Linked DNA regions of Mus musculus: all the other regions are linked to region 7. A link is a contact called in public ChIA-PET, HiCAR-type, HiChIP or PLAC-seq and promoter capture Hi-C data. All regions are on one chromosome and are shown on one strand. The core of a region is the stretch at or near the end of the contact, and the rest is flanking DNA. Distances in the headings are between cores, read along the strand shown. Region 1 overlaps Spred2 (sprouty-related EVH1 domain containing 2). Region 2 overlaps Gm12031 (a long non-coding RNA gene). Region 3 holds the start of Actr2 (ARP2 actin-related protein 2). Region 4 has its middle 22 kb from the start of Mdh1. Region 5 overlaps Ugp2 (UDP-glucose pyrophosphorylase 2). Region 6 has its middle 87 kb from the start of Gm39602. Region 7 holds the start of Aftph (aftiphilin).

Region 1 (2,700 bases), core at 196-2,695, 760 kb before region 7:
CTGCTCCCAGGGTGACCGTTGATGATGAACACCGTGAACCGTCAGCCCAGGGTGACCATAGATAGTCTTTAGAGTTCTTTCTCTTCTACCACTGCTACTAAAGGTCTTATTCTTCAGCTTAGAAGTAGTCAGTGGATATTGATTGAACTTGAGGCCTTTGATGTGCGAGGCATGGGCTAGGCACTCACATGTGTATGCACTTGGACCCAGGCCCAGCCCTCTTTTAACTTTGGTTGCTGAAAGAATGCTCTACTCCAAAATCCAGCTGATGGTGGTTTTGATAACCACGCTTTCTGAACCCAGCCAAGTGACGTAACCGTAGACAAAAGACGTGCTTTTCCGCTCTGTGTCTTGGGAGGTGTCAGTCATGGAGTTCATTCATCCTAAGAGACCATAGTGTCCATGGTATCTTAGTGGAACAGACAGCTTCCCAGTTTTTAGCTGTTTGGAAGACTCCTCTTTTTAGGATCTATTACAGCTATATGAATTCAGTAACTATTTCATAAAAACAAGCTAATTTAAAATCACTATAGACCAGCTGCCAACATTTAAAAATACTCACGTGCTTTTGAGAGTCCTGTTTCTGGAGTCTGCAGCCTGCTCCTGCTGTTCACATGTATGAGAGTGTGTGCTGAGAACATGGCTGGCTCCCACCAGAGGCTTTACCCGTGCATTGCCTGTGTCACACTTGTCCAATGTCTGGAGCACACACGAATTTTTGTCATTATTTGGAAATTGTAGGTTTTCTGTTTAGCTCAGAGAAGCCAGAGACAAGCATAGAGTAAATTTCTTAAGCCACAAGCCTCCCTCTGAAGTATAAACGGATACGTGCCCTCTCTTATCTAGCTACTGTGGACTGTTCCTTTTGCTGGGCATTAGCTTGCTGGCAGTTCAGTGCGTTAACACCTAGAGTGCCTTGGCGTTGAAAGTGGGGCAGCCAGGGGAGCCATGCACATGAGTTGAGTTGTAAGTACCATTTCCTTGTGGCTCATGAGAACCATAGAGAAAGCCAATACTTCAGAAGGAGGCTGGCACCTCAGTTCTCTTTTGAAAGCTTTTGACTTGGATTGTAAGTGGACCCTTCCTCGCTATGCCTTCTGGGAGTGGTGCTGGGATTCGGCTGTTCTTGCTGTCTTCTGAGGTCATTATGGGAGAAATCTCAGTGAGATGCTGTATTTAGATTCCAATCAAGAGGTAAATCATGCAATTGTAAAGAATGGAAACACTCTCTCTGCCCCTCTCTGTGCTTCCTACCACCCCCCTGCTCTTGTCCTCCTCTCCCTCCTCCCCTTTTCTCTCCCTCCCTTTCTTCCCCTCTTCCTCTCCTCATTTATAAACACTTGCTTCCTCGGTTGCCTGCCTGCCATTGCTCTGGCCCCCTGGGCCCTGCTGCTTGACTGGGGCTCTTGAATTCCATCCGCTGAGCACAGCAGCATGTGTCACAGGCTGCTCAGGGAGGGTGAGGAGCAAAGTTAGTGTCTGTGGGTGGGCATGTGTTCTCATCACATCGCCGGAGAGCTGCAGTGTGCAGAATCTGGCAGGAACTTGTTCCAAAGGGGGGGGGAAATCAAGCCAGTCCCTTTTTTTCCTGCCTTGAGTAATATTAAAAACATGGCTAACTCCCATGGAGAAGAAATGGAAGTGTTAGAAAACTCTTGTAATTGTTTTTAGTAATCTTCAAAACTGAGATCAGAAGAAATAAAAAGGGTCTAATCATAAAAATATCCCGGTGTGTGTGTGTGTGTGTGTGTGTGTGTGTGTGTGTGTGTGTTGCATTGTATATAGACTGTTCAGTGTTCAGAGGCTCAGTATTTAAGAGCACCACCTGCTTTTGCTGATGACCCAGGTTTGGTTCCCAGCACCCACATGGAGACTCACAACCTTCAGTAACTCCAGTGCCAGGGAATTTGTGGACACACATGTGATATGCATGCGATTTACCCATAAAGATAAGTTAGCCTTCCTTTTTTTTCTTTTTAGAATGTTGTCTCAGAGTTTGGGGGTACACTGTTCTATTTAACTCGTCTGATGTTTTGAGATGATATTATAAGAAACGCCATTTTCTGTCAGTAAAGCCAGTACTTAAGAGGTTTGAGCTGTGTGTGACCTGCCTTGCACGCAGAAGAGCAGAGTAACGGGCCTTAAGCATTGGAAGCAGCGCCTGGAGAGGGTCCTGCGCATGCGCCGACTGTTACCTTTTGTCAGTGGTGATGCTCACTCCTTCAGGCTTTGGGAGTGTTCCTGCATGCAACCCAGACTTCCTGAACCCAGTTCAAGTGGCTCCCTTACTTCTCAAGGTACCCCCTTCTCATGTGGCAGAAACCAGGATACAGGGCCAGTGAGAGGGCTCAGCAAATCAAGACGCTTGTCATTAAGCCTGAGGATGGATTCGTGGGGGTTGCCCTTTGACCTCCACATCTGCACTGTGACATAACACCCCTCCCCCATGCACACAAATCAGTGGTTTTTTTCACCCCAATATTTTTTAGCAACTGCTTAGTGTATGCTAAAGTGACACTGATTCTGTGCATTCTAGATCTCTAGAACATTTCACCTTGCAAAACCGAAACTCCAGGCACGGTGGTTGACTCTCTTCCCCGGCCCAGGACAGCCACCATACTACTCTGTTTCCATGGCTTTTAGATAATAATATAAATAGAATGGATGGTGCAATGACTTCTCCTCCTCCTCCTCCTTCTT
Region 2 (2,700 bases), core at 83-2,582, 570 kb before region 7:
GCACTCTAACGTTGAGCCATCTCTCGGGCCCTATTATTTATTTTTGAGATGGGGGGCTTGCTAGGTTCCCTCAGCTGATCCTAAACTCCTGTGCTCAAGTGATTCTCCTGCCTCCAGCAAAGACAGACACCAGTATGTGTCTCTGTGCTTGGCTTCAAGTCTCAAGTTAGGACTCAATAAAGCCTACCCTTAAGACTGCAACTTTCTGCATGTATTGCTCCTCCTAACCTTTCTCTTTCTCCAGAATGTCCCTACCAGCTTCTAACACACTACCCAATTTCCTTATACAGGAGTGTTTTAAGACAGCCTCATGACTCCCATAGTGCTTTAAACTCATTATATATCAGATGATGGCCTTGACTTCTTACTTCTCTGCCTCCCCTTTGTGAAGGCTGGGATTCTAGGGCTGCACTACCTTGCTTGGTTTAAGCAGTGCTGGGAGTGGAAGTCAGGACTTTATGCATGCAGGGTAAGCACTCTGTCAGCTGACTGCTAGTCCAATCCTATGATTTGAATGTGACAGACCATAAATTGAACTTAATCAAAAAACAAAACATACTTTTTTTGAGGCATGGTCTCACCTTGCAGCCCAGAGTGACTTAGTTAGAAATTGTTACACACACAGCCAGGTAAAGTGGTACATGCCTTTGATCCCAGCACACTGAAAGCTGAGTCAGGTGGATCTCTGTGAGTTCTAGGCCAGTCTGGTCTACACAGTGAGTTCTAGGACAGCCAGGGCTACATAGTGAGACCTTGTCTTGAAAACACAAACAAAAACAAAACAAAACAAAGAAGAAAGATACTACTGCATAGACTACAGTGGCCTTGAATTTGTGGGAATCCTCCTGCCTCTGAATGTCTCCTCCTGGGTGCTAGACACTGGCATGTGACACCCTACCAGGCTCCAAAACTTGTTTAAAATACAAAATTCATACTGGAGTGCTGTGTGTGTCAGTGATGTTTACTGATTTACATACTTATTGTGCCCCTGTAGAAGCTGCTCGCTAAGTCTAAAGGAAAAGGTGAACCACAAATTAGACATGGGATTCCTAGTAAATCCACACTGTACTTTTTCTTCATTCCAGCTTCTTTCTTCTTTTTTTTAAATTAATTTTTGTATTTTTGTTGTTGTTGTTGTTTTCCAAGATAGGGTTTCTCTGTGTAGCCCTGGCTGTCCTGTACTCGCTCTATAGACCAGGCTGGCCTGAAACTCAGAGATCCTGCCGCTGTCTCCCAAGTGCTGGGATAAAGACTTCACACCACTGACCAGCTCAGCTCTGGTTTTTCACTAGCTGGTGAAGAGCCTCTTCTGCGAGGGATGGTGTCTCGCTTCTCTTTTTTTTTCTCCTTGTATGTTGCAATTTGCAGACCTCATGTCAACTCTGCGATTTCACTCGCCACTTCCTGCACTTGAAAGAATGCGGTAGAATTTACGAGAATCTGGATGGATTAAAGTCAGAATCCTCTCCTTTTCCGTTGTCTAGCGGCAGGGGTCGGGATGGCCATTTGTAGGTTGCTCACACTCCAAGGGGTGACCCCACACCAATGTGTATGTGGGCACTGGACTTGAAAGAGAAAACGTTAAAAGTTGGGAAGGAATATGTTGGATGACCCCGAGGGAATGGGAGGTGGTTATAATCAAGATGCATTGTGTACATTTTTGAACTTGTCAACAGATTTTTTTAAAGGCCTAATCCAGCCAGCTTTGGTGTTAAAGGCCTATAATCTCAGTACTTGGGAAGTGGAGGTGTTGTGATCTTGAACATCACAGGACTTCAGAAGGACAACACCAGGCCAAATAGTTCCACATGAGGTTTATTGGAAGAGAGAGAGGGGCAAGGTGGAGGCAGAAAGAGAAGGGGGAAAGAGAGAAAGAGATCTGGGGCCCTTTCTTTTTTCTTTTCTTTTTTTTTTTAATAAGATTTATTTATTTATTATATGTAAGTACACTGTAGCTGTCTTCAGACACTCTAGTAGAGAGAGTCAGATCTCATTATGGATGGTTGTGAGCCACCATGTGGTTGCTGGGATTTGAACTCAGGACCTTTGGAAGAGCAGTCTGGTGCTCTTATCCACTGAGCCATCTCACCAGCCTAGGGCCCTTTCTTTATATATGGGTGATGAATTAAGGTAGGAGGTGAGCCAAGTGGATACTGGGAATATGGTCACTGTTGCCTTGGCAACAGTTCTGCAGGTCCCTCAAGGGTTTCAGAGGTCCTAATACCAACAGGAGATGTTACTGGAAACTCTGGGGAGCCCTACATTATGAACCAGGTTACCAGAGGAAAATAGGGCTCATAGTTTTTATTATTAATTTTAATAAAATAATTTAACAACTGACTCAAAAGAAAGCTTAAAGACAGCTTTTTTTCTTGTTTTGTTTTTCGAGACAGGGTTTCTCTGTATAGCCCTGGCTGTCCTGGAACTCACTCTGTAGACCAGGCGAGCCTTGAACTCAGAAATCTACCTGCCTCTGCCTCCCAAGTGCTGGGATTAAAGGCGTGTGCCACCACTGCCTGGCAAAGACAGTTTTATTATAGTGTAGGAGAAAAAAGCATGGAACAGGCAGGCTCAAGGCAGCAGAGTAAAGAGAGAACACTAGAGGATTCCAGATGTGCATGTCTGGCCTCTTAGTGCTCAGTCACATGCCTGCACACTCATGCGCTTTCACACTTGTACTCTCACAGACCTGCACACTTG
Region 3 (2,700 bases), core at 7-2,506, 630 kb before region 7:
AGTCTGCAAATATAAATATCTCTAATGAGCACATAAATGGGGTTGCTTAAAAACCTTTAAGTTACTGAATCTTAGGGCTGTTACCACAGCAGTGGTATGGATGTCCCTTTGTATTGTTACCTATCCTATTCTAGCCCAGATTTAGCTTAAATGAAGCTAGTACAATAATTGTCAAAGTTTGTAACAAATTCAACCAAGGGCACTATAATGGCAGTGAATACCAGCTCCTTCCCCTTTCAACAATCTGGCTTCAAAGGTGTAATTCAAGTAAAATCTATTTTAATTTGTGTGTCGTCTCTGTGGCAGAGAGGAGAAAAGTCACAAAATGTTGCAAATCGCTAAAGGAGTCAGAAACAGTTGCATCTTCAAAACTGGAACTTTGATGCTCCACCCTTTTAACTGGGGATAGAAAGAAACCAGTTGCAACGAGTTTTCTGAATCAGAACTTTAGGCTTATTTTGACATTTTTAGCATCTTCAAGACTAACGTGTCTATCCTGTACTTAACAGAAAAAAAAAATGAAGCAGAGGAGGAACCAGAAATGATCCAACTTCCCACTAGAATTTACTTGAGAGGTCCTAGGTCTATAATAGGGCGGCATGCAAAGCAAGAGGTGAAGCAGGAGCTGCTGACCATCCCCCTCTCTCAAAACCACAGACGACAAGGACAGCCCACACGCTCTCCCGGGGCAGACTCCAGCCGCGGCCCGGGGCCTGACAGCACTTCCTCTTTTCTCTGCGGAACCCGTTTCCTGCCTCGCATTCGGCATCTTTCGCTACACAGGAAGAGGAAGGCCGCTAGGTCTTGTATGGACGAACACAGGCGAGCCTCGGAAATGGAGACCTCCTCGCCACCGAGGGACAGGGCCTCTCACCGTCTAGACCCATCTCTCGGCACGCCGGCGGATGCTTGCGAGCGCGCGGGGACAGGTTCCGCCGCCTTCGGGTGCAGCGCGGGTAGCCTAGCTCCGGGCCACCGGCTCCGGGCCGGCCGGCGCCCCCCGAGAGCTCGCCCGCCCGCGCGCCTGCCCGCGCCCCCGAAGCCCAGCCGCGCAGCCGAGGGGCCCGCGCGCACCCCGCACACACACGCGGCCGCCCCGCCGGGCCTTACCCCAGTGCCGTTGTCGCACACCACCACCTTCCTGCCCTGGCTGTCCATGGTTCGTCCTGGTGAGCCGCCGCCCGGCCTGGCCTGCTTCCTCCTCCACACGGCCCCGCCCTCGGCCCGCCGCTCCGCCCAAACCGGAAGTCCCCGCCCGGCAGCCGTTCCAAGAGGGCGGTGCAGAGAGAGAAAAGAAGAGCGGGGACTGGCAGCCGAGAAGGCCAATGAGAGCTGTCCGGCGCGGACCCGGGCGCGCCCTCTCGCCTCGTTCTGCTTCCGGGGCTGCGCTTGGCTGGTGGGGCGGCGGCTCTGACCAAGTTGTCTCGGGACCTAGGGCGCGGCCGGGCCGGCTGTACAGGAGGCAGGCAGGTGAAGGCCGGAGGGTGTGTGGCGGGACGGCAGTGGAGAAGGGTGGAGCAGCCGGCTAGGAAGACCGAAAGCCACCTGGAGGTCCCGAGGCATGATGTGTCATTGCTCCTAGGCCTGGGTGGATACACCTACAAGTTTCAAACCTCCGGTTTATTCCACACCTCCAGTTGCATGCAGCCCTAGGAGCCTGGCGGGATGCTTTCGTTTCTTTCTGCTTCACCACTTCCCTCTTTGATTTTCTCAAACAGGAACTCACCATGTTGCCAAATGCAGACTTTAAAATTGAGGTCCTCTGTAACCTCCCTTGGAAACAGGGACAAGTGTTACACGCACCTCTTTAAGAAATTGAATATGCACCCGGGCACTGTTGGCGTTCGCCTTTAATCCCAGCACTTGGGAGGCAGAAGCAGACGGATTTCTAAGTTGGAGGCCAGCCTGGTCTACATAGCAAGTTTCAGGTCAGCCAGAGCTATAAAGTGAAACCCTGTCAAAAAAGAAAGATAATGCTTTCACTTAGCGCATAGTGGTGAACTTGCTTTCAATCCCAGCACACAAGTAGAGGCAGTTGGATTTCTGTGAATTCCTGGCCAGCCTGGTCTATTTACAGAGCTAGTTCTAAGACAGCCAAGGCTACAACAAAGAAACCCTTTCTCGAAAACAAAGAACAAAACTCTTTCCTTTAATTTTAGTTTAGTTTTGTTTTCTGAGACAGGGTCGCATTGTCTATCCTTGTGTTAAAACTAAGAATATTAAGTTAAAAAGACCAAATCCATGATTGTCCAATTGGAGCAATTTTGGGGTACACCAGGACTGGCCAACCACCTGTCTCACCGCTGCCGGTCGCTTGAGGTCCGTTTTATGGGCGAGATGTGAGCGAATTGTTAGATACAGTGAAAGGGAAGAGTCAAGGGTCAGAGTATATGTCATGTGAATCCCAAGTTTAGCTAGGCTGAAAACTTGTTTTGCAGTTTACATCAGACCTAAGAAACAGAAACTTATTCTTTTTTGTTTGTTTGCTTTTGTTTGTTTGGTTGGTTTTTTTTTGTTTTTCGAGACAGGGTTTCTCTGTATAGCCCTGGCTGTCCTGGAACTCACTTTGTAGACCAGGCTGGCCTCGAACTCAGAAATCCGCCTGCCTCTGCCTCCCAAGTGCTGGGATTAAAGGCGTGCGCTACCACGCCCGGCTTCGAGTGTATTTGCTTTTATTGTACATTTTTTTTCTAAACTCTT
Region 4 (2,700 bases), core at 63-2,562, 810 kb after region 7:
AACAATTAAAAATAAATGAAATATTTACATTGCTATGCAATGGATGAACCTCGAGAACATTTTGCTGGTAAAAGGAGCCAGATTCTGAAAGGCAGTATTTTTAATGTCAGCCACACAAAATTCTGGAAAGGACAAACTGTATGGACAGAAATTATGTTGGTGGCTAATGAAATTGATGGAAAAGGCCATGAGATGATGTGTCATGATTGTGGAAATAGCCACACAACCAAATGTTCAACAACTCACTGAAATATACATGTTCCTTAGTGAAAATAAATGCAAATTTCTCAATAAAATACTTGCAAACCCAATTCAGGATAACTTGAAAAAGAGCTTTTACCATGATCAGGTCGGTCTAATTCCAGGAATGTACATGGGTAAAAACTCACATCAATAAATAAATATAACACTTCACATAAATGGGCTCAAGGACAGAAATTTCTACTGTTTTTGTATGATTTCTGACTCTCTGTTGAAATAATTAGTTTTGTATTTTGGCCTAGCAGTTCACAGTGCTCTGTTTTTTTTAGTTAGTTTCCATAGCAACGTTCATACTCCTCCACTAGTGTTGTGCTTGCTCATTTCCTGTGGCCCTGAATGGATATGGGCACTTGGTTGTTGTTAACATTTTAAAAGATTTATTTGTTTCACTTTATGTTTGAGTGTCTTCCTATATGTATGTTTGTGTATCACATGTGTGCCTGGTGCCCATGAGGGTCCGAAGAGGCCATCAGTGTCCTTGAAATTGGAGTTATGGACAGTTGTGAGCTGCCATGTGGGTGCTGGGAATTGATCTAGGGTTCTCTACAAGAACACGTGATCTTAATTCCTAAGCCATCTTTCCAGCCCTGTACTTTATTTTTAAAGAGTTGTTATTTATATATGTGTATGTATTTATGTGTGTCTATATATGTGTATATTATAGCCTAGAACAATGACACCAACTAATCATGGATTGTAAATACTCTGCACCTGTAAGCCAAAATACACTGTTTATACAGTGTATCATCTCAGGTATTTTTTTATAGCAACAGGAGCTAACATATCACGCTAGATTATGATATAATTCTCAATATCACTGTAATCTCTTTTTAAATATAATTATGTGCAATTCTTTTTTGAAAGTTAAAAAGTGGAAATACCATTTTTTTTTTCTTCCTTGGAAAGTAAACATCAGCACTCTTTGTTATGCCATGACTTAGTCGGTCTCTGCCTTACTCAGTGGGCCGAGAAGCTCTTATCAGGGTGTACAGAGTCAGCCACGACCAGTTTCAGTTTCAGTATTTCTTAAAAGTTTGCGTCTTTCTAGCTGAATCACTGGCCAGAAAGTAAAGGTCACTAGTTAAACCTTAACTATCATAACTCCAGGTCATGACAGTCTTGAGAAAAGTTTAAAGATAAATGAGCATTGTACTTTGAACTAAAGGGCATTTGCCTGGACTGCTGTTGAAAACCAAAGAGTTCTAGACTTTGAGATTAGCACTGTAGAAAACAAAATCAGCTCATTAAAGCCAACACAAGGAAGCCTTTCTTTTTGGAAACAGTCAGACAATGTACTATTTGACTATCTCTGGACTTCCATGCTTTTCAAATAAAATCAATATTCTAGAACCTCAGCAGACATAAAGCATTATGTCAGGCATTGAGAGCGCACGAGCTATAGATAGCCCTGACTGCTCTGCTGGTCACAATTGAGTAAGTATGACATAGATCATGTAAGAAATAACACCAGCAGTTAGCTTCAGAGTGGGGGTATTGCTACACAGCAGCATGTGACCAAGGGTAGGTCAATTACATGTGCCAGAAGGTCCCATGCGAGTTTTTCTCCCATTGAGCAGGATTGAGCTTTGTAAAGATGATGGCAGCATAAGGGTGTGACGGATTGCTGAGAAGGAAGGGGAGGAGGAGACCGAGCCTTGAAAGTCCCTCTATTAGGATCTGTTAAGAGGATGCTGATCGAGTAATTTTCTCATATTATCTGGGTTACCCATGATCCAGCATACTGATGCAAGCTTAAGTCTTCTCTAGCCATTATTGTGGGGGGTGCTTTCCTTCTAAAATGGCCTGCTGACTAACATAAGTCGGGGGAAGGGAGCAGTACCACAAAATGAAAGGTTCAGAGAGTAAAGTGATGCATTCTGGGTAACTGGGTAGCGGTTGTGCTTAATTTTACATTTTTAACATGGGTCGGGACAAAATAGGCATATACACCATAAAACTTATAGTCAATTTAAAACAAACGATTATCTCTATTTTAAGTAAAAATTCAAGGGTAACACATTTTGAAAGGGCCACAGTACCCATTCTTCAAAGTGAGCCAAGGGAATATGGAATTGTGCCAACTGGACCTCAAGGGTATTGAATGAAAAAACGGTTTCAGTGTCTCTTGTGATCGCCATCTAAGATATGGAGACAGAATATAATCAACATTTGACAATGGCAGTAAATAGATTCAGAAAGAGGGGAAAAGGCATCTGGGCAGTTAAATTCTTAATAACTTGTAACCATGCTCAATTGCATTGTCTGCATTGGGAGGATACAATAAAACGCATTTATATGAGGTGTAGATTGCATCCTCCTACCCTTAAGCTATTAAGTTCAAAGATACAGTATCCCCAGGAAACAAAGCCTTCACACAAAGCCTTCCTGCATCTCCCCTCCACTCCACGCTGGCTGAGTTTTTATTCTGACCGCTGGCTT
Region 5 (2,700 bases), core at 5-2,504, 590 kb after region 7:
AATGATCCAACTTTAGATATACCATTTCCAACAATTTCCAAAAAGTTTCTGTAGGCTGCTGTCTACCCCTAAATAGAAAGCCTGTTCCCCAAGTCACCCGAATTCCTTTCTACTCACTACCCCCCACCCACCCCAGAGTAGATGCTTCTCTCCAAAGCTTACTTAATTTCCACAGAGCTATCTATTCAGGGTGAAGAACCTTCCTCCCATAGGAAAGGCTTTCAGTACTGTGGTTTGCAGGAAGTCATCTACCTAACCAGAGACCTTAACATGCAAAGGCTTTTTATAAACTGTCCTGAAATATTTGGGACTTAGAATAAGATCTCAAGCAGATTCTCTGAGGAGTAGAAATTATAAAACCAAAGTTTATAACCATCACCTATTGATAAGCCTGTATTTAGCTTTAAGGACATCAGTTCTTGCATGACTTGACCTTGGGCTGCAATGAGGAACCATGTTTGCACCAAAGAATGGAACTCCGTGGAGCCACAATCCCACCAGCTAATTATTTTTATTTCTGGTACCTGCTTTGATTGAAGGTGTAGATTTTCACACGACAGTGATTGTACTTCTGGAGTATTTTTTTGGTATCTTCATCCGTGTTAAAAGAATTCATTAAAACGAGAGGAACATCTGTATTATAGGTTTTGTTCAAATGCTAAAGAGGAGAACGACAATCAGGTCATCCAGACTCACATTCTCTGACTTAATACATAAAACCACTCTTGAATGGTTAATCATAAAACGTTTAAAACCTGACCTCTAGTGCTCTCTGGATTTATATTTACATATATATACATACATTTTACATGGCTATGTAGCTAAGCAATTTATCATGAACTCATTCGGTAAACCATGACCCTTTGAAAGAGAGCCACTGTCTTCATTTCATGGCTAACTTAGCTGAGGCGCAGATTCAGTTGCCCAGGGCAATCCCTACTGGAGCTGAGCATGTAGTCAGCAGTCCTCTATGGCCTAAAGGTAGACAAGTGCTGGCTATGCATCTGCTCTTGTCTTCCAGCTCTGTGGAGATGAGGATACAAAGTTACAAAGTCACGGTTTCCTCTTCTCAGGCATTTCAAACTCAGCAGTAGCACTTCAATCTTCTCAGTTTCTCAAAAGAGCTAAGGCAATAAGTCGGAGAAGATGGCGCTTAGCTTTCAGTTTTGGTTTTACTTTATTACTTAGAGCTTATTGCCCATCCTCATGCATAAAATGGGGAGAGCAGTACTTGTGAATTGCTGAGAGGAACAAATGAGTCATTTTGGGGAAGGCACTTAGAAAACCTGGTACACAGTAAATGCTGGATACATGTTAGCTGCCACTGCTGCTATTATGATTGGTAGCTGTCAGCACCACATCAGGCAAAGGAAGAAGACATGCAAAAGACATGGGACCTCTGTCCCATGAGGTCGACAATTGATAACTTTGTCAAAGAAGGAAGCCAAGAACAGTTCTTAGCATCCATGCCGTCCAACCAGACGAGGATGAGAACACCCTCTACAGCCTCTCAAAACGGATTAAGCCAGAAAAGCGCAGGGTCAGGAAGGCTGCAGTACAAAGTATTTACAGAGGGCTGAGCTTCTGCATCTTAAGAATACGTCCTTACAGTGTCCCAACCCCACACACTAACACGGAAACAAAATCGCAATCTGTTAACTAGCACTAGCACTTTATAATGTAAACACTAAATCTACTTTCGTATCTTATGTGAAAGGTTACATGCTACTCACTTCAATTTGCTGAACAGTTAGATCCAAAAAGGTGTTCTCATTTCTTACACCAATCAGACTTTTAGGGCCTTTGCAGCCCATGCTGGTTCCCAAACCACCATTGAGTTTCACTACCACCAACTTGTTCAACACAGAAGATATGTTATCAGGCAAGCCTCTGGCTTTTATCTTTTCATAGGGTTGAATCTGAAAGAAAATATTAAATTAGAGATGGCAACTTCATAGCTTTGCAAGATAAAGCAAATCAATCTCAAGGTTACGTCTATGATCCCTTAAAACTTTTGGTCTCTCAAATATAAAGTCCCAACAAGTCCACACAGGCAGCTTCCCTTGCAGAGTTGTAGCTCAGTGGCTACTTAACTACAGTGGAAGTACAGTGCACAAACACTGGTCTGACTGGTATGAATGTCTAAATCTTGAATTACCTTAAGAAACTATTTCCAATTTTAATCAAAATATCAACTTGGTCAAGTCTACGTAGTTCAGGTGCATTATATTCTACTTCAATTCTGGAGAATAATATATATTAATTATACATTATTTCTCCTACATGGGAGGCAAAAAGCAACATGCACTTGTGTTTGTCGTCTTCAGTTGTAAGATGACCCTTGAGAGGCAAGCGGCACAGGCTTGCAGTCACAATTCTAGGTATGCACAGCACAGCTCCTTCCTCAAAAACGTAAGTGTAGGGTGTCATTTTATAAAACCTTGCACTGGAAAATTATACATCCTCGTTCTAAGAAACGCCCTGAGAAGGGAGCAGTGTGAAGGCTGGAGCTGGGGAAGCCAACCCTACCTCCTGTCTAGCACCCTAAGTCTGTGAGCAGAGTGCCCTAGTCCTGAATTTGTCCTTTAAGCACAGAAACGATGACATTTATAGGAAAGACCCATGTTTTTGCTGTTGTTCAAAGCAGAGTAAGAAATCTTACATCTTAGAGCAAGAATGAAAGCTTTATAAAAGAATTGC
Region 6 (2,700 bases), core at 68-2,567, 910 kb before region 7:
ACCTCCATCATCCTCGCTCTCTGCCCTTACCTCTAGTCCCACCAGGAAATGGACAGGGAGCCTGCCTGCCTTGTCACTCCACATCCTCTCTGACCCTAGAGTAGTGGGCCTTGGCTGGCTGTGACCACCATTGGCCCTCTTCCTGACTTCCCACTTTGCTCTAAAGTTTGGTTTTCATCTGAACATCACTTACTACATCATTTGCTTTCTTTAAACACATACACTTCATAATTCCATTAAATACATCAGAGAGCTGACACAGCCCCCTCTGCCTCTGGTCCTCCTTCTCCACTGAGGTTTTGTTTGTTTTGTTTCTGGTGTTTTGTTTTGTTTTGTTTTGTTTTGTTTTGTTTTGTTTTGTTTTGTTTTGTTTTGTTTTGTTTTAATCCTGTTAGCCCATTGTTGAGAGTTGATCTCGTCTTGGTTGTCTTTGCTCTCTGCTTCCTCCTTCTGACCTCCTGTCTCCACTGACCCCTGGGGGCCTGCCTCACTATCCACTGAAATTGCTGGCACAGGATGTCCCTTGTAATGTTAGGAACTGCAGGGCTCTGGACACTCTGGGCCTCTTCGATGACCACGTGACATTTGCGACTATTGTCCTTCCTCACTCCAAGCACCAACCCTCAAGCTTCCAGGGCTCCCCGACGGGTAGCTGGGCTGGAATGTGCCCACTCACAGTTCTGCAGACTTCACATCCCAGAGGCGTGGCATGCCCTCCGCAGCCTAGCACACAGGCAGGGTCCTTCCTGCCCACATCTAAGTAGGGTGCTCTATTTCCCTGGAACATCCTTTCTCATTCTTGAAACTCAGCCCAGAATTTCATTATGGGAAGCTTTCCCTGAAACCCTAGGGTCAAGCAGGGGACCCACGACACAGCTGCTGCCTGGAGGCCTGGAGCTCTGGTCAGCCAATGAAGTGGTAAGAAGTGACTCCAAGTGGCCGCAGGCTAGGCTGCAGAGTTGACCTCCAGGTATCTACTCCTTCAAAGTCCTTCCCCAGCAGGCCCTCTTCCTCCACCTGGCTAAACCTGACTGCGGGTCATCAGGCCTCTCCCACACCTCCTCATTCCCCATTCCCCTGCCCACTGCCCATTATCAGCCACCTCCTTCTCTCCTGCATCCATGCGCCTCTCTGCCTGCCTGCACATGATCCAGCCCTGGCATCCACCCACCCCAAAGGAGCTCGTTCCTCAGCTGGAGGCTTGCAGGCACAGCACCGCAGTGGCATTTAGGCAGGGAGAAGCTGGGGAAGGCCCCTACAGCCCCTGGAAGGCATTCTGGGCTGACACACCCAAAGCAGGGAGGCAGGGCCCTGTCTCAGCAGGGAGCTGAGAGGACAGATCATCCTCACAGGCAGCTGCCGGCAGCTAACCAGAGAGCTCAGCTTGTTCACATTATCACTTCCTCTAGAATGCCTCCTCTCCCACAGAATCATGACAGAATTGCCTCATGGTGCCTGGGGGACTCAACGGGGGTCTTTCTGGAGTAAGTGACCTCCACACTAAGTCGGGAGGCAGATGGATCTTGGGTACTCGTGAGTGCCACTATCATGAGCTGTCCTAGTACTTAGAAATATTTCTGCCTCTTTACCATCTAAACAAAAGAGCAGGAACCTGTAACCCCAGCAGGCAGGCAGGAAGGAGGGAGGGGCATCTTCTACTGCCTACCTAGGTTGAGACTACCCTGGACTACAAGAGGCCAAGTATTGAAAGAAAACTAAGACAAAAACAACCTAGAGACCACAAAAGAGAATGTCAGACAGGTGAGCAAGAACACCTCCCCCACCTCACGCCCCCACGGGCCTTTTGAGAGAAAAAGCCTGAGACCTCAACCAATCTCCCTGAGCACACAGTCTCTTCGATTTGGCAGAGAGGCCTGGAAGCCCTCTAGGGCTGCTGGATGGCTTAAGTAGAACACCTGACAGGAAATGAGCTAGAGACATGGGGTCCCATGCTCCTGCCCAGGCAGCCCCATGATGCTAAGGTGGGACCAAGCTATACTGGGGATCCCTGGTCGGAGGGAACTCTGGCATCCCCTTTGCGTCTCCCAATTGTGAGACGACAGAGGGAGGAGAAAGATCCCTATGGGGTTTGGTTTTGGGAATTTCCCCTCACAGGAACATTTACTGCGGTTGAGCTGAACAAGTGGCTGACGCTTGTTGGTTCACTACCTGCACATTCCGTTTATAAGTCTTACAACCCCCCTCCAGTGGACCGTCCTTTTTACCTTATCCAGCAAAATGCAACACTTCCTCAGACGCTGGTTTACAGACCACATCGCTTGGGTCTATTTCAGTGAAACACTGCTTTGGGATTCTACACCCTTTTCTTCTCGTGTCTTCTCCATGCTGTCCACGAGAGGGAGCCAGCGCGCCTGTTTGTGCCTCTGCTTATAGCGCTGGCTACCAAACAGGCGAAGTAGCTGAGCTCAAACTAATAATCCAGTATTTTCGGAACTCTGGTGAACAGAAATTCTGGAGAACCCTGGAATCTTTGGCAACTTGTTTTAACACAATAGAAATTTGGCAAACATGAAAAGACTTTCAGATCTTTGCCGTCTTGGTTTTCTGTTGTGGGGGTTGGGGGAGGGGTTGGTAGTGGTGGTAATGCTTGATTTAATTTTTTTTTTCCTCTTTTTAAATTTTTTTATTTATCTTTATTTTATGTGTGTTGGTGTTTTCCCTCCATGTATGTCTGTCTGA
Region 7 (2,700 bases), core at 74-2,573:
TTCTGGAGAGTGTTAAAAATGATCCCTACAAATGCCAACGTTTAGAAACTTATAAAATATGGTAAACTAGGCTGCTTATATCAACGCATTAGAGTTGAAGCAGAGTTCCCCCTAGAGTTTAGTATATATTTCTCTAATAGTTCAACAAATGTAAAATCTGATTTGAACCTTTCCAAAGTTCCTATCCCCACCACTATCCCCCCCCCGCAAAAAAAACACCTCGTGAAAGATATTTATGCCCTGAAGTTTGAGTAAAGTTTTACTTCTTTTAGTAAGAACTCTGAAACAGAACCAACGCTCCTTTGACGCTCCCTGCCCCCTCCCCGTTAATATTTACATGTATGAGTCAGTTCTTTCCTCAACCGCAACAGATTCAGATTCAGAGGGACATCACGCTATAACTTGAATAAACCAACAAGGTGGGGGCGGTAGGAAGCACAACTAGTCTCCGTTTCCAAAGGGAAAAAGAACCCACCACCGTTCACCCTCTGTCCCCGGCAGCACCTGCCACGTCGGGAGCTTAAAGAATAATGGCTCAACTTTCGGACGCAAGGAGGGAGAAGACACAGATAATTTCCTGAGGAGTGCCTAAAAGGTCCTCTCCGCAAGGGACACAGCTCTGGGCCGTCTCTGTCCGTTGGAGCATTCAGAGACCCTTCGAGGCGGCACAGTCCTGCAGCAGCCGGCCTCGGGCCTCCGCGAGGCAGACAGTGTTTACACCTGTCACGAGGGAGGTGGGAGCAGGAGGACGCCGGAGCGGAGCCCCAAACTTCTACACAGCGGCCGGGAGGGAACCCCGGCGCGCAGCTCGGGGCGGGTGGACGGCGAGAGGCAGGGCGGGCCACGGCGGCCGGGAGGGCACGGCTGGCTCTCCTCGGCCGAGCCTGGGATGCCGAGCGCCGTGCCACTCGGCTTCGGGCGCTGCCAGCGGCGTTCCGCACCCGCGGAGAAGAGCAGAGCCCGCGCCGGAGCTCGCAGGCCCGCACGCGGGCCGACGCGGGCAGGCGCTCCAGGCCGGGGCGACTAGCCGGGCCGGGTCCTCCGCACCCCGGGAGCGCGGCGGCAGCACTCACCTGGCTCGTCCCGGGCGGCCGCGATGGGCATGGCTCGGCGGCCCGGGGAGGAACTGGCTCCCCGGGGAAGGACCGGTTACTCGGACGCTGAGCTGGTGAGGGCGGAAGGGGAGCTGTTCCCAGCCCTGTCAGCGGCGCGGCGCCATGGACGCCCACCCGGAGTTTCAGCGCTGCCGCGGGACCCCCATCCCACTACCCTCCGCCCTCTTCCGCCGCCGCCGCCGCCTCCGCCTCCTCCTCCTCCGCGGAGACCCCCGCCCACTCCACACACTCTCCCATCATGCAGCGGGGAACCGCTGCTGTCCATACGTCACTTCCGGGCGCAGGTGGCTAGGTCGGGGCCGGGCGCTGGTGGGTGCCGGGGTGGGGGAGGACACTCCAGGGGAATTAGTGTCACAGACTTCTTACTTCTGCGCAGGCGCCGTCGTGTGGAACGACGTTCGCCATTTTGGTTGCGGGCAAACGGTCTTTTTTCCGTACTCACTGAAGTGTGGGCTGGGGACGTCCTCCCTCCCCTCCCGACCCTCTGAGGCAGCGCTCCGGGCCACAGACCTGAGCTTCTCTCCGCCCAGTACTTTCCCGATGAGCCGGGGAGAGGGTTAAGTTCCGCCTTGGAATAAAACTGCAGACGTATGGAAATACGGAACCAGATCTCTGCTGAAAAACCGGCTGGACAACATTCAGCAGCTTGTCCTTTTTGCCCGGAATAAAAGACTTTCATTCCCTTCCCTTTTTATGTAAGCCAACAAAAGAGGAAGCTGTTATTTAACAAACGAGAAGTGATTGTCCTACTTAAGACGAGAAGTCAGCAGGCAAACTAACAAATGGTCTTCTACAAAAATCAGTCCAGAATTGTGTTGGTGTTTGGAGAAGATGATCATTTTCATACATCTTTCCAATCAACTTGTGCATTTGAGCGATTCTATACAATAGAGGTCATAAGAGGTTTTTGTTTCCATCGGTTCCTGAGCAATTGGTCTTTTTTTAATAACATCTCCCCGTCCTTTATTATGACTCTGTTAGAAACCATTCCACTGTAAAACTCAGACAAAGCTGCAGGATTTTTATTCCTGTCTCAGACGGTGAACCCTGGACTCTACCCTACAAACCCTGAGCCCTGCCGGGTTCTCTTTCTGCCCACGCTGAATTATTTAAAATAGTTCCCAAACCGCAAAGCTCAGCAGTAACCGAAAGGAACAAGGACTGAAAACACCCGTCATCTCAGAGAACTGTCTAGCCCTTTGACTGGAGGAATTACACACGTTGAAAAAGATAAGGACAATAGCAATTCATCATGGTTTATCCTGCCTCTGCAATGTTCTAGACAAATTAACTTGAAGAACTAAAATAGACCCTCATTTGTCTCCTCACAATTCAGTCATTGCAAGATAACAGAGACTGCATTGCTGCTTTGTGGTTATGCTGAATATTTTTGTTATTGGCCAGTCACTGAAGTGAGAAAAATCTATATGGCTTGTCAAATTTATTCCTTTTGTATTTCGCCCCCTGCTGGTGTAGCTCGTGTGCAAATTAAAAAAAAAAAGTATGTCACTGTAAAACATGTTTATTGTCTGAGAATGAAAGTAAAAAAAAATGCGTGTAAAACTGAAAATTAATTTATTTCAGA

Evidence for each region. Promoter capture Hi-C pulls out the DNA fragments that hold promoters and counts their contacts. ChIA-PET counts read pairs in DNA pulled down with a chosen protein or histone mark. HiCAR-type assays count read pairs that join an accessible place to other places. HiChIP or PLAC-seq counts read pairs in DNA pulled down with a chosen protein or histone mark.
Region 1: a contact with region 7 is called in a HiCAR-type map of astrocytes, with 2.5 times the contacts expected there. The contact joins the enhancer-like site here to the promoter of Aftph in region 7. A contact is called at or near these places in 2 of 39 promoter capture datasets (cranial neural crest and hippocampal neurons), 2 of 115 datasets of contacts at active chromatin or transcription factors (astrocytes and memory CD8 T cells) and 1 of 9 other capture datasets (adipose tissue).
Region 2: an H3K4me3 HiChIP or PLAC-seq map of bone marrow-derived macrophages shows a contact between it and region 7, with 5 times the contacts expected there. The contact joins the enhancer-like site here to the promoter of Aftph in region 7. A contact is called at or near these places in 5 of 39 promoter capture datasets (the 3T3-L1 cell line, 3T3-L1-derived adipocytes, hippocampal neurons and 1 more) and 3 of 115 datasets of contacts at active chromatin or transcription factors (astrocytes, bone marrow-derived macrophages and large pre-B cells).
Region 3: an RNA polymerase II ChIA-PET map of memory CD8 T cells shows a contact between it and region 7, with 77 read pairs. The contact joins the promoter of Actr2 here to the promoter of Aftph in region 7. A contact is called at or near these places in 5 of 39 promoter capture datasets (cranial neural crest, erythroid cells, hippocampal neurons and 2 more), 2 of 484 Hi-C or Micro-C datasets (CD4 T cells and CD8 T cells), 7 of 115 datasets of contacts at active chromatin or transcription factors (the 230-238 cell line, astrocytes, effector CD8 T cells and 3 more) and 2 of 9 other capture datasets (adipose tissue and liver).
Region 4: a contact with region 7 is called in a promoter capture Hi-C map of pre-B cells, with 5 times the contacts expected there. The contact joins the enhancer-like site here to the promoter of Aftph in region 7. A contact is called at or near these places in 7 of 39 promoter capture datasets (the C10 cell line, embryonic stem cells, hippocampal neurons and 3 more), 3 of 484 Hi-C or Micro-C datasets (centrocytes, neutrophils and regulatory T cells), 5 of 115 datasets of contacts at active chromatin or transcription factors (bone marrow-derived macrophages, double positive thymocytes, effector CD8 T cells and 2 more) and 2 of 9 other capture datasets (liver and macrophages).
Region 5: a contact with region 7 is called in an RNA polymerase II ChIA-PET map of memory CD8 T cells, with 13 read pairs. The contact joins the enhancer-like site here to the promoter of Aftph in region 7. A contact is called at or near these places in 5 of 39 promoter capture datasets (HPC-7-derived erythroid cells, cranial neural crest, embryonic stem cells and 2 more) and 4 of 115 datasets of contacts at active chromatin or transcription factors (the 230-238 cell line, large pre-B cells and memory CD8 T cells).
Region 6: a contact with region 7 is called in a promoter capture Hi-C map of hippocampal neurons, with 5 times the contacts expected there. The contact joins the enhancer-like site here to the promoter of Aftph in region 7. A contact is called at or near these places in 3 of 39 promoter capture datasets (the C10 cell line, hippocampal neurons and pre-B cells), 3 of 484 Hi-C or Micro-C datasets (CD4 T cells, the G1E-ER4 cell line and myocytes) and 4 of 115 datasets of contacts at active chromatin or transcription factors (embryonic limb bud, large pre-B cells, pancreatic cancer cells and 1 more).

What each region holds. Positions count from the first base shown.
Region 1 is chr11:19,982,051-19,984,750 of GRCm38.p6, forward strand. The region is part of intron 1 of Spred2 (sprouty-related EVH1 domain containing 2); the gene reads left to right. Among named protein-coding and RNA genes, the nearest start is that of Gm39603, 53 kb to the right of the region's middle. Within about 2 kb of position 1,446, at least 33 of the 459 cell types and tissues checked have an H3K27ac peak or open chromatin away from gene starts, as enhancers often do. A contact at or near this core is called in astrocytes, where this site is marked.
Region 2 is chr11:20,167,804-20,170,503 of GRCm38.p6, forward strand. The region is part of intron 3 of Gm12031 (a long non-coding RNA gene); the gene reads right to left. Among named protein-coding and RNA genes, the nearest start is that of Gm12031, 24 kb to the right of the region's middle. Within about 2 kb of position 1,333, at least 40 of the 459 cell types and tissues checked have an H3K27ac peak or open chromatin away from gene starts, as enhancers often do. A contact at or near this core is called in bone marrow-derived macrophages, where this site is marked.
Region 3 is chr11:20,111,695-20,114,394 of GRCm38.p6, forward strand. It overlaps Actr2 (ARP2 actin-related protein 2), which reads right to left and starts at 1,257. Exons shown (of 9, transcript NM_146243.2): 1 at 1,111-1,257. The coding sequence starts at 1,158.
Region 4 is chr11:21,548,684-21,551,383 of GRCm38.p6, forward strand. No RefSeq gene overlaps it. Among named protein-coding and RNA genes, the nearest start is that of Mdh1, 22 kb to the right of the region's middle. Within about 2 kb of position 1,313, at least 84 of the 459 cell types and tissues checked have an H3K27ac peak or open chromatin away from gene starts, as enhancers often do. A contact at or near this core is called in bone marrow-derived macrophages, centrocytes, liver and 4 more, where this site is marked.
Region 5 is chr11:21,331,892-21,334,591 of GRCm38.p6, forward strand. Ugp2 (UDP-glucose pyrophosphorylase 2) reads right to left here. Exons shown (of 10, transcript NM_139297.6): 4 at 1,734-1,919; 5 at 525-658. Among named protein-coding and RNA genes, the nearest start is that of Mir1933, 11 kb to the right of the region's middle. Within about 2 kb of position 1,255, at least 16 of the 459 cell types and tissues checked have an H3K27ac peak or open chromatin away from gene starts, as enhancers often do. A contact at or near this core is called in memory CD8 T cells, where this site is marked.
Region 6 is chr11:19,828,479-19,831,178 of GRCm38.p6, forward strand. No RefSeq gene overlaps it. Among named protein-coding and RNA genes, the nearest start is that of Gm39602, 87 kb to the left of the region's middle. Within about 2 kb of position 1,318, at least 77 of the 459 cell types and tissues checked have an H3K27ac peak or open chromatin away from gene starts, as enhancers often do. A contact at or near this core is called in hippocampal neurons and pancreatic cancer cells, where this site is marked.
Region 7 is chr11:20,740,233-20,742,932 of GRCm38.p6, forward strand. It overlaps Aftph (aftiphilin), which reads right to left and starts at 1,324. Exons shown (of 10, transcript NM_001290545.1): 1 at 1,074-1,324. It overlaps Gm46272 (predicted gene, 46272), which reads left to right and starts at 400. Exons shown (of 1, transcript NR_168691.1): 1 at 400-2,700.